Linked DNA regions of Capra hircus: region 2 is linked to region 1. Evidence: chromatin contacts called from public Hi-C data. All regions are on one chromosome and are shown on one strand. The core of a region is the stretch at or near the end of the contact, and the rest is flanking DNA. Distances in the headings are between cores, read along the strand shown.

Evidence for each region. A called contact is a pair of places that touch in the nucleus more often than the background predicts.
Region 2: a contact with region 1 is called in a Hi-C map of liver, with 3 times the contacts expected there. The contact joins two enhancer-like sites. A contact is called at or near these places in 2 of 5 Hi-C or Micro-C datasets (blood and liver).

The regions. Positions count from the first base shown.
Region 1 is chr21:28,057,867-28,063,244 of ARS1.2, forward strand. The region is part of intron 8 of TJP1 (tight junction protein ZO-1); the gene reads right to left. Among named protein-coding and RNA genes, the nearest start is that of TJP1, 76 kb to the right of the region's middle. Within about 2 kb of position 2,300, at least 1 of the 5 cell types and tissues checked has an H3K27ac peak or open chromatin away from gene starts, as enhancers often do.
Region 2 is chr21:28,251,458-28,256,835 of ARS1.2, forward strand. No RefSeq gene overlaps it. Among named protein-coding and RNA genes, the nearest start is that of TRNAS-GCU, 96 kb to the right of the region's middle. Within about 2 kb of position 2,349, at least 1 of the 5 cell types and tissues checked has an H3K27ac peak or open chromatin away from gene starts, as enhancers often do.

The DNA of each region.
Region 1 (5,378 bases), core at 1,050-3,549:
AAACAGTCTTTTAGTAAAATACACACACACATACACACACAAGTATGCCAAGATATTTTCTAGCTCAAACCAGAATGAACTACTTTTAAATCATAAAAGGTTAAACTTTTTTGCCATTGCTTGTGTAATAATGGGGTGGGCTTCCTTGGTGGCTCAGATGGTAAAGAATGTGTCCGCAATATGGGAAACCCAGGTTCAGTCCCTCGATTGGGAAGATCCCATGGAGAAGGCAATGACTACTCACTCCACTGAATTACTCACTATTCTTGCCTGGAGAACTCTATGAACAGAGGAGCCTGGTGGGCTACAGTTCATGGGGTTCCAAAGACGCAGACACGGCTGAGGAACTGACACTATGTATTAATATCTCACATATAATTAGTCTAAGGATAATTAAATACAATTAAGCTATCTGCAAACTGTTCTAGGTGATTCATAATAAAAAGGGCAATACAAAATAGTAAATTCTTCTTGCATTCTTTGCTCTAAAAAGACAAATGTATATATGAACATTTTGAAGAGATCAAGGTTAAAGAACTACATAATTTTAATAGTTCTACAGAATTCTGTTGCTTTGCAACTGGCTTAAAACTATCTGTTTAATCGAGATCACCTTTCTGGACTTTCCTGGTGGTCTAGTGGTTAAGAATCTGCCTACCAATGCAGGGTTTGATCCTTGGTCTGGGAAGATCCCACGTGCCACGGGGCAAACAAGCCCTGTGCCACAACTACTGAAGCCTGCGCTCCACAGCCAGAGGAAGCTGCATCGAGAAGCCCGTGCACCATGGCCAGAGAGCAGCTCCCGCTCTCTCTGACCAGAGAAAGCTCACACGCACCAACAGGTTTTTTTTAAGTTGTAAGTTTAAAAAACAATTTCCAATTCCAACTGATTTTCTTCCTCTCCTGTAACTGAAAAAAAAAAAAACTTCCTGAATCTATAACGTGACTAAGTAACACTGATGATAACTAAGAATCAAAGATAATATTTTAATGTGACCATCCTCCCCAATGGTAACCAGGCCTTGTAATAGGGCTCCTGCTCCATACAGCACACAAAAATCCCACAAATATTTCATTTTCGGCTAATTTTCATTCTTTTCTAACTACCACCTTTCATTAACGTAATTACTACACCTTAACACTGCAGATCAGTGGAACTCACATCATGCTATTAAACTGGTCACATGATCAGTATTTTAAAAAATCATTATTCTTTTTAGTGCATTTCCATTATCTACCAAAAGGTGGAGGCATTATTCAATACATATAGATCTAGAGCCATGCTGTTAATAGAATCATGAAGAAAGTCATTTATGTAGCTTGAAATTTTCTAAAACTCATTAAATAAATGAGGTAAAATCAAATAATACATTTTAACTCAATATACTTAAATATTAAGAATCATAAAGTAATCATAATCAATTACAATAAATCAGTAAGTAACCATAAATTAGGAGCTTCCCTGGTGGCTCAGATGGTAAAGAGTCTGCCTGCAATGCGGGAGACCCAGGTTCAATCCCTGGGTTGTGAAGATCTCCTGGAGAAGGAAATGGCAACCCACTCCAGTATTCCTGCCTGGAGAATCCCAGGGATGGAGGAGCCCGACAGGTTACAGTCCATGGGGTTGCAAAGAGTCGGACACGACTGAGCGACTACACTTCACTTCACACATTGTTTTTTGGTATACTCAGCCATCAAACTCCAGTGTGTATTTCCAAGTGTTAACTGCTCAGTCGTGTCTGACTCTTTGTGACCCTATGGAGTATACCCCGCCGGGCTCCTCTGTCCATGGGATTCTCCAGGCAAGAATGCTGGAGTGGGTTGCCATGCCCTCCTCCAGGGGATCTTCCTGATCCAGGGATGAGAATCTTATGTCTCCTACACTGGCGGGCAGGTTCTTTACCACTAGCGCCACCTAGGAAGCCCCAAAGTTCTGTAGAAGACAATTGTTAAGACAAAGTCTCTGAGAGAGTTTTTAGTCACATAAACAAACTCAATGCAAAGAGCCTTAAGTCTTATCCTGTCAACTCTGTGTAAGAATAGCAGATTAACACACACTCAACCAGATCAGTAACAGATGGCTTTAAGAGCAAGACTTCAGGTATGCAGGCAGAGGGCTGGCAGATGGATCAGAGGGGCCTGGAGAGACAGGGACAGGGGAAGGGGTTTTCTCCTCCGAGTCCCCTGAGCAGGCAGGCAGGCCGCAGCTTCCGACACTTCCAAGGGTACTCAGGCACTCGGTCTCTGACAAGACAGGTCCTCCAGCACTGCTTTCCCTGGGCCCTCAGAGGGCAGGTTCCCTGTAAGTCCACCCAGCGACACCCATAGTGAGCCTCGGGCGCGTGGGGCAGGCTCCACCTCAGCACCACTGCTGTTGACCTCCTCACGGGTGATCCCTCGCATTCTCCAGAGTTCTCTTTCATTTTCTACTGGCTAATCCTCTGTCACTTCAATCTTGTTATATTTAACCTCTCTATATTAAACCTGTTCTGCTGAAACTGTGCTGTTTCTTGGACCCTGATGAAATATAGCAGACTGGCAACTCTTCAAGTTTTATTTCTGATTTCTAGCTCTCAAACACCTCCTAATGGACTGGTTATATCTTATTTAAAAATAATCTGAATATAGGAAATAAACTGAGGCTGAATGTTCACTGTAATAAAACATCCTTTTATAAAGCCCATTTCCTGTTACCTAAGAAATGACTCATCCTACGACAGCAACTTTATACTTTCTTTTCAGAACATTTACTGCATACAGATTGGCAAGAACTACATAGTTTAAAATGAAAATAAAAACTAGGTGCCCTTTAAAGACCACTCGAGTATCTCACCCCTAATAGTAGAAATCAGAAACTCAGAAAGTAACTAAACCAGGCTCCCAAGTTCTTCTCCACCGACAAGAGTTCAGCACGATGGGCCCCTAACACATACAAGGAAGAAACACCAAGGTGCACTCAAGTCTGGTAACTCAGGATGCTCCCACCAGTTAATCCCCTAAATTATATATGCAAACACACAGATATTACACACTGCAGTTTCTCCTCAACAGCAACTCAAAAATTACAGCACGGCACAGTGGATTAGAGGGTGAGCAAGGCAGAGTGAGCACTATGGAGATTCTGGGTAGGTGCTCAGGCAGAGAAGCGAGAGCTGCCCCTGAGCACGCTGAGAGCAAGGAATGACCACCATACATTCACTGAACTCTATCTGCAAGCTAAGCTCTCACAATTTAAAATCCATTCTTTATACACTGCAACATTTTCTAGAAATACATGGGGTATATGCTTTTGAAGAAATAATGACTGTACTGCTCATTGCGACAAAGGGCTTTCATGATGCCTATCAGTCTGCACAGAGATTCTCCTCCTCCTGCGTGTTGGTTTGTTTCGATGGTTGACAACATTGTAACCTAGCCACCTGAATTAGAAAGAAAACAGACCCATCATTCTGCAAGTGTAATTTTTGAAAAAATGAACAACTTTTAGTAAGGAATGACTGGAGAAAAACTAAGAAGGAAGGGCATCCTTGCCAGGGCTTCACTGGTTCGATGACTGTTAGGCACTTGGAGTAATGTTTTGAGTAAAACTACCCTTGACTGTGCAGGATATTTGGCTGATCTTATAACAAGACCAGTGTTAAGTTACCACATTCTTCATTTTTTATTAACATTCTCTCAAAGGGAATAAAGAACTGTCTTACATTATTTAAAAGCGGAAATAAAAGTTCACATACTTACTACCTTCATATGTAAGTGGAGTAGTCTGTTTTTAACTATTTTATGTTTTATACTGTACTTGTATAAGAAAATAATTCCCAGCTGATGGAATAAATAGAATGTATACTTTTTACTTTAAAAACAGTGACAATAAAGTATAATATTTAAGCTTACTTTGGTGCCACTGGGCCCACAATCTCTGCTTAGAGGTTAAAATCCATCACTACACAATATCCACAACATCACTAGACGGGGGTCTCCATTAACTAGAGAACTGTTATTAACTGTGATTCTCCCTTCAGCCTGTTCCCTTACAAAGAGTATGAAAAACAAAAGGTCACTCTGGAGTTCTAATCTGGTTACCTAAAATTCCCAAGGATTGAAAATAACAGTCAGTGCTTACCCTCAATAACAGAAGTTCAGGATGGGTCATCAACATCCCACTCACTTTCCAACATTACACAAAGAATTCACCCTTCAGTAACAATTCAACTTAGAAACAACTGTTTTAAAGTTTCACATTCTCCCCAACCAATTTTCCAAAACCGGAAAAATGAGAAAAATTTCCAAGGACTCCAGAGCACCGGCTCCTCTGCTTCTGTGGTCCACCCCACTGGTTGCCACGCTGTCCTCCCAACAAGCTGAGAGCTGTCCTCTCTCTCACTCGGACCCGGCCTCCACTGCGGCGCCTTCTCACTGGCTCCCCTGAAGACAAGGTGGCCAGAGAGAGGCCTTCTTTCCAATATATACATACGGATATAAGAAATGACTAAGTAATACAAAACATAACCTTTACAATTCAAAATTTCTACATATGAACCATAACTGAATTAGTTTGAACTTTTACTGCAATAGCGTTTTTCAACAGTGTACCCGCTAATGACAAATCAGTAGCACAAGAGTCACATTAAAACAGTTTATAGAACAGAACCAAAGCATAAACAATATGTTGCTCTTCTACACAGAAAACTCACAAAATGAGCCTGTTAAATAACTGTAACGACTAGGGAGAGTGCAGTATAGCCAGGCAGAGGCTTGGAACTCACTCTGCACCTCAAATACTCTATAGTGATGAGTCCCCTTACTGACAGTCTTGCCAATCAGCACGAGGCAGTGCCCCAGTGAGGACCCCCAGCTCCATCCTGAGCAGAGTCTCAGTCCAGAGCAGGCAGTGCAACGACACTGAATAAAGTATACAGAACCTAGCAACAAGCACCAAGTGATGTAACAAAATCACTGCAACAACACTCTCTATACAGATATTATTTTTTTAATTTACAAACAAAACTATTTTAACATCCTAGACCAGCGAGGGACTGGCAGACTTTTTCTGTAAATGGCTCTGTGGGCCAGGTACTCTCTGCCAAAAACTTTTCATAGTTATGACACTGTAGGATGGGTTCCAATAAAACTTTATTTGCAAAACCAGGCAGCAGGCTGAATCTGGCTACAGTCTGCCAGCTGCTGTTCAAGACAACAATAAGGGTACACTGTTCATCTGATTCTAAGGAAGAAGTGAGCAAGGGTGTTGCACTCGGAACTCAGCTCTCTAAGAAAAGAACATCACGTAGAGGAACCTACGTAGTAGGTCACAAGAAGGGAAGGCTCTGAAGGTTTCTGTTCCCTTGAGTAACCTTCCCCTTCTTTCTCTACTCCAGGAA
Region 2 (5,378 bases), core at 1,099-3,598, 190 kb after region 1:
ACACAAAGGACAGATAAGCACTCGTTTCCTTAAAAGAAAGAAAGTCCTGACTCCTTCCATATTATCTTTGACCGTGTCTATCTACACTACCGGCGAATGCTACACGTAATGAATGTCTCTGTGCTACGTGGGCAACTGCATAAGTGCTAATTTAAGACACAAAATTAAAAGCAAAACAATTCAAGGTGAAGCAACCCAACCCGTGTTTTCTTAAACATCTGTGATTAAAGCAGGCATGTGGTGATTCAGAGTTCTCTGCAGGTTACCCTGGGGCGGTGGCCAGTGGTGACAGGGGAGCAGGCCAGCTGTGATTTCCCAGCCCCCTCCGCATCCCCTACACTCCTCCTCGCAGCACCCTGACTGATGCTAAATGGAGACACCCCTACACCAAGCCCCAAAACTGGACAGACAAGGATGCTGACTGGCCCCTTTCATTACTCCTTAAAACAGATCTAAAATTCACGAATAATAAATTTTTTTCCCAACTTTAAACTTTTTATATCGGGTATAGCCGATTAACAAACAATGCTGTGATAGTTTCAGGTAAGGGACTCAGCCATACACATATATGTATCCATTCTCCTCCAAACTCCCTTCCCACCTAGGCTGCCACATAACACTGAGTAGAGTTCCCTGTGCTATACAGGAGGTCCTTGTTGGTTATCCATTTTAAATATAACACTGTGTACAGTTCAGTCCAGTCACTCAGTCGTGTCTGACTCTTTGCGACCCCATGAACTGCAGCACGCCAGGCCTCCCTGTCCATCACCAACTCCCGGAGTTCACTCAGACTCACGTCCATTGAGTCGGTGATGCCATCCAGCCATCTCATCCTCTGTCATCCCCTTCTCCTGCCCCCAATCCCTCCCAGCATCAGAGTCTTTTCCAATGAGTCAACTCTTTGCATGAGGTGGCCAAAGTACTGGAGTTTCAGCTTTAGCATAATTCCTTCCAAAGAAATCCCAGGGTTGATCTCCTTCAGAATGGATTGGCTGGATCTCCTTGCAGTCCAAGGGACTCTCAAGAGTCCTCTCCAACATCACAGTTCAAAAGCATCAATTCTTTGGTGCTGTGTACATGTCCATCCCAAACTCCCTAACTATCCCTTCCCCTTGGCAACCATAAGTTCATTCTCTAAGTCTGTGAGTCTCTTTCTGTTTTGAAAGTTCATTTATATCATTTCTTTTTGATTCCATATATAAAGGATGTCGTAGGACATTTGTCCTTCTCTGTCTGACTTACCTCAATGAGTAATAAAATTTTTAAAAGAATGTTTATCTTCTAAGTGTACACATGACTGAAGCTTATGGCTGAAGTGTTTGGAATTTCTAACATGGTTTTCAGCTTCAAATACAAACATTAGAGGCAAAAGCTAATCAGCTTCATTACAGGGAGGGTGTGAAGAGCTGATGTGATTTCAGGAAGTAAATAAAGCTTGCAAAGACTGTCATTTGACTGAATTTACAAAATGTTCGATAATTCTAATTTCTGAAATAGCTGTGACCTTCCTATAAATCAGTCAGCTAAGGGTGGAGGCCTCAGAGGTGGTTCAAATCCACACACGAGAGGCAAACTCTCAGAAGTACCTGGAAAGTGATCATCAGAAATGAAGTCAAACAAAGCACCACATCCTCCCTGCTTCCAAGCACGCTTCTTCTGTTTATTACATTAATACCCCACAAAACACCTGTATGTCTCCTAACACTCAGCATTTAACTCTGTTAGCTGAAATCATGCCATAAACCATTTCTCCTCTCTCTCTTCAGAGGGTCCTTATTCTCAAATTTCTCCTCAAATTCCACTCTTCATATTTATCTTCTCAACCTCCTCTGCTCCAGTCATCAAAAGTACTCGAATCTGTGAGCCCCGTCACTTTGGCATTACTGTCAGGAATTTTCTTAAAATTCTGGCATCTTGCCTGAGGTGCAGGTGGCTTTAAAAGAGCCATCCAGAGCAGTGCTAACACGACCAGGAGAGAACAGTTAGGAATGGCCATTTCATGGCCCATGGTCACTCCAAACAACTTAACTAGCTCCCTTTACAGAGGAAAGACCCTGACCCCGACTCCATTCCAACTGTCCCTCCTAGAGCCACACCCGGTCTCAGTGCCACTGCTCCCCTGACAACTTCTTAAACTTCCACGCCCGGCACTCCAGCCAAAGCTCCCGAATCCTGCACTAGGCCTGCTGACACTCTCTTCTGACTCCATGTCCTTGCATTATCACTCTGGCCCCAGGGGCCATCATCTCCATCATCCTCTCATATAGAACTTCAATTCTCCCCACTCGATCTCCTCTGGACCGGCCAGCCTGCTGCGCCAGGCTGCAGAGCCTGTCTGGAGAGCCATCACACAGGCCCGCCATGCCCTGCAGTCATGGTCTCTGACCTCAGGGTCCCTCAACCATGCCCACAATCCCTGCCCACAGTCCCAGTCACTTCCCTCTCCTTCTGTCCCTCAGCAGCAACCCTGCATCATCACCTCTCCTCAGAAGCTCACCCACTGCTTCCTCCTGACTGGTGCTTTCCATGCCCTTCCAGCCCACCTTACTCTGTGCACACTATTCAGTTCTTCTCTCTGAGGTGGGGCTCCTTACTCTGTGCTGTGAATCCCACCCACCCGCCACCCCACCCCCACCGCCCCCGCGCCCCGACCCCACCCCCCCCAATGCCGGCAGCAGTAGAGCCCTCTATCTCTGTCCCTGCTCCCTCTTCCTACCTCAAGAACTCCAAAGGATCCCCCAGGCATAGAAAGATGCTCAACACTCTCCCATTTCTACACAATGGCATATATTGAAAACGACAAACTTCTGCAGAGTAGGTTTAACACTCACCAAGTGCTAACACAGCGGTATGCTCAGCCTTCACCATATCGTTTTACCTGTGCTGTCAGTAGATGGCTCCCCTGCTCTTTCCTGTAGACGCTGACTATTCTCATCCCTGAGCCGCTGATCAAGCCTCCAGCCATCCTGTGGGATCAAAGGGACCACCCACTGGCTCCCCAAATTGAGGCTTTCTTTCTCACATCAGCAGCTCTGATCATCCCACCCCCAACCTGGTTTTAGCTGGGACTCGGGCACCTGCTGGGACAGCAGGTGACCCTGGACGCCCATGACTACACTTGCTTCCAACCAATCTCCTGACGAAGAACCAGCTTTTTCTGCTGAGGGTCCTGACTCCATCTTAACCCCAGAATTACTACGGATCCCTTCACCTCAACTTCACATCACTATACTTGGGAGCTGAATAAAAGCCTGGCCTTTAGGCAGCTCTACCTAGGTGGACAGTTAAGATTCTGCACATGGGACATGGGCTGTCCTGCTGCAGTTCAGCTGGTCTCCTCACCCCTGGCTCCCTTGTTCCTCTTATTTTCTACCATCTCCAAGCCATCTCTCATCAAATCTATGGCAAACACCCATGCCACAACAGACAGCCATTTCATTCACTACATATTTTAAGTTCTGGTAAGTGTTACAACCGGAGCTTCCCTGGTGGCTCAGTGGTAAAGAACCCACCTGCCAATGAAGAAGACTTGGGTACGATCCCTGGGTCGGGAAGATCCCCTGGAGAAGGGAATGGTAACCCACTCTAGTATTCTTGCCTGGGAAATTTCATGGACAGAGAAGCCTGGTGGGCTACAGTCCATGGGGTCACAAAGAGTCGGACACGACTGAGCGACTAGATAACAATACAAAGTGGAATAACCAGATTCTAAAATCTACATGACTCATCAGTGGTGAGCAAATGACACTATTACAGACCCCATTATATTTCATCATCATATATTATATATAACAACAAATGCTCTATGGTTTATGCTCAGAGAAGAGCATCATTTTAAGAGCACAGAATATGTGAAACTGTTCAGCCAAAAACAAAGAAGAAAACGTTACTATCAGGTGGTCATAAACTGGAAAGTCAGACCCTGAACAAAGATTTAGGGACTCTTAGGCTTACAAGGGGTTAACTGGTGGCTCAGCGAGTTAAGAATCACCTGCAATGCAGGAGATTCAGGAGACTTGGGTTCAATCCCTGGGTTGGGAAGATCCCCTGGAGAAGGAAATGGCAACCCATTCCAGTATTCTTGCTTGGTTCCATGGACAGAGGAGCCTGGAGGTCACCCCAGCCTGGGGTCACAAAAGAGTTGGACATGAATGAGTACATACACACACATACACACAAACACAAGCTTACAAATATACTGGTTTCCACTGGATAAATTATTGTCTCATCTTTTACCATCCAAACAAAGGAACTGATTTTTTTTTTTTTAAATGATCCAAAATAAATCTGAGAAAACACAGAGAAAGTCAGCTGTAACTTTATACACTGTATCTTATGAAATTAAAATGAAGAAAAACCCAGCATGCTAAAACCCACAGGCACTCTTGTACTTCATGACAGCACCACAAAGCAGAATTTAATAACTTCAAAAAGCAGGTATCTAGGACTTCCCTGGTGGTCCAGCGGTTAAGAATCTGCCTGCCAATGCAGGGAAGACGGGTTCAATCCCGGTTTGGTAGGATCCCACTGACCCCAGGGCACTAAGACCTTGCACCACAACCACTGAAGCCCACGTGCCCTACAGCCCGTGCTCCATCACAGGAAAAGCCACTGCAGTGAAGAGCCTGGAACTGCAACTAGAGAGCAGTCCTCACTCGCCACAACTAGAGAAAAGTCCATGCAGCAACAAAGACCTAGTGCAGCCAAAAGAAATTTTTAATTAAAAAAGCAGTTATCAGATACCATCTGCACATGATGTGCAAAGGAAACAATAAGTATACAACCTAAAACAGACAATGCTTGCCTGACACAGTCCAAGACACAAGACGACAGACAGAGAGACACGCTGAACACGCCATCATCTGGAGAGTAAGTCAGGAAACAGGGCAGCGCGACTCTGTCCTCTCCTACAGGACGGTCTGGGGAATGCTACTTCTTCAGCAAGGCTGTCCTTGTGCCCTGCTCAAAACGCACCTAAACATGGGTGCATGTTTGAAAAGTGCAAGGAAGAGCACGTCTCTTCACTAGGAAGAAATCTAATTATCAGATGCTAAATCCAAGTGTTACGCAAAAACAAAATTTAGATGAAATAAAATATGGCTGGCTCAAAGCATCAGCAGGTCTTGCCAATCTCACTGTACCTCCCTAACAATTTTAAGGAGGAAAATATAAACATTTGAACCATTTAAAATTACACAGGCCACTAAACATTCTGCTGTGAACACAGAATATACGGTGTGCTTATTTTACAGGACATGTACAAAGAACCACATTTATGTGGAAGCCAAGGCTAAGATTTTTAAAATACGAACAGTAGCAATAAGAACATGCTGAATTATATAACTTCTAAAATGTTGAAAATGAATTCTCATGCCAAA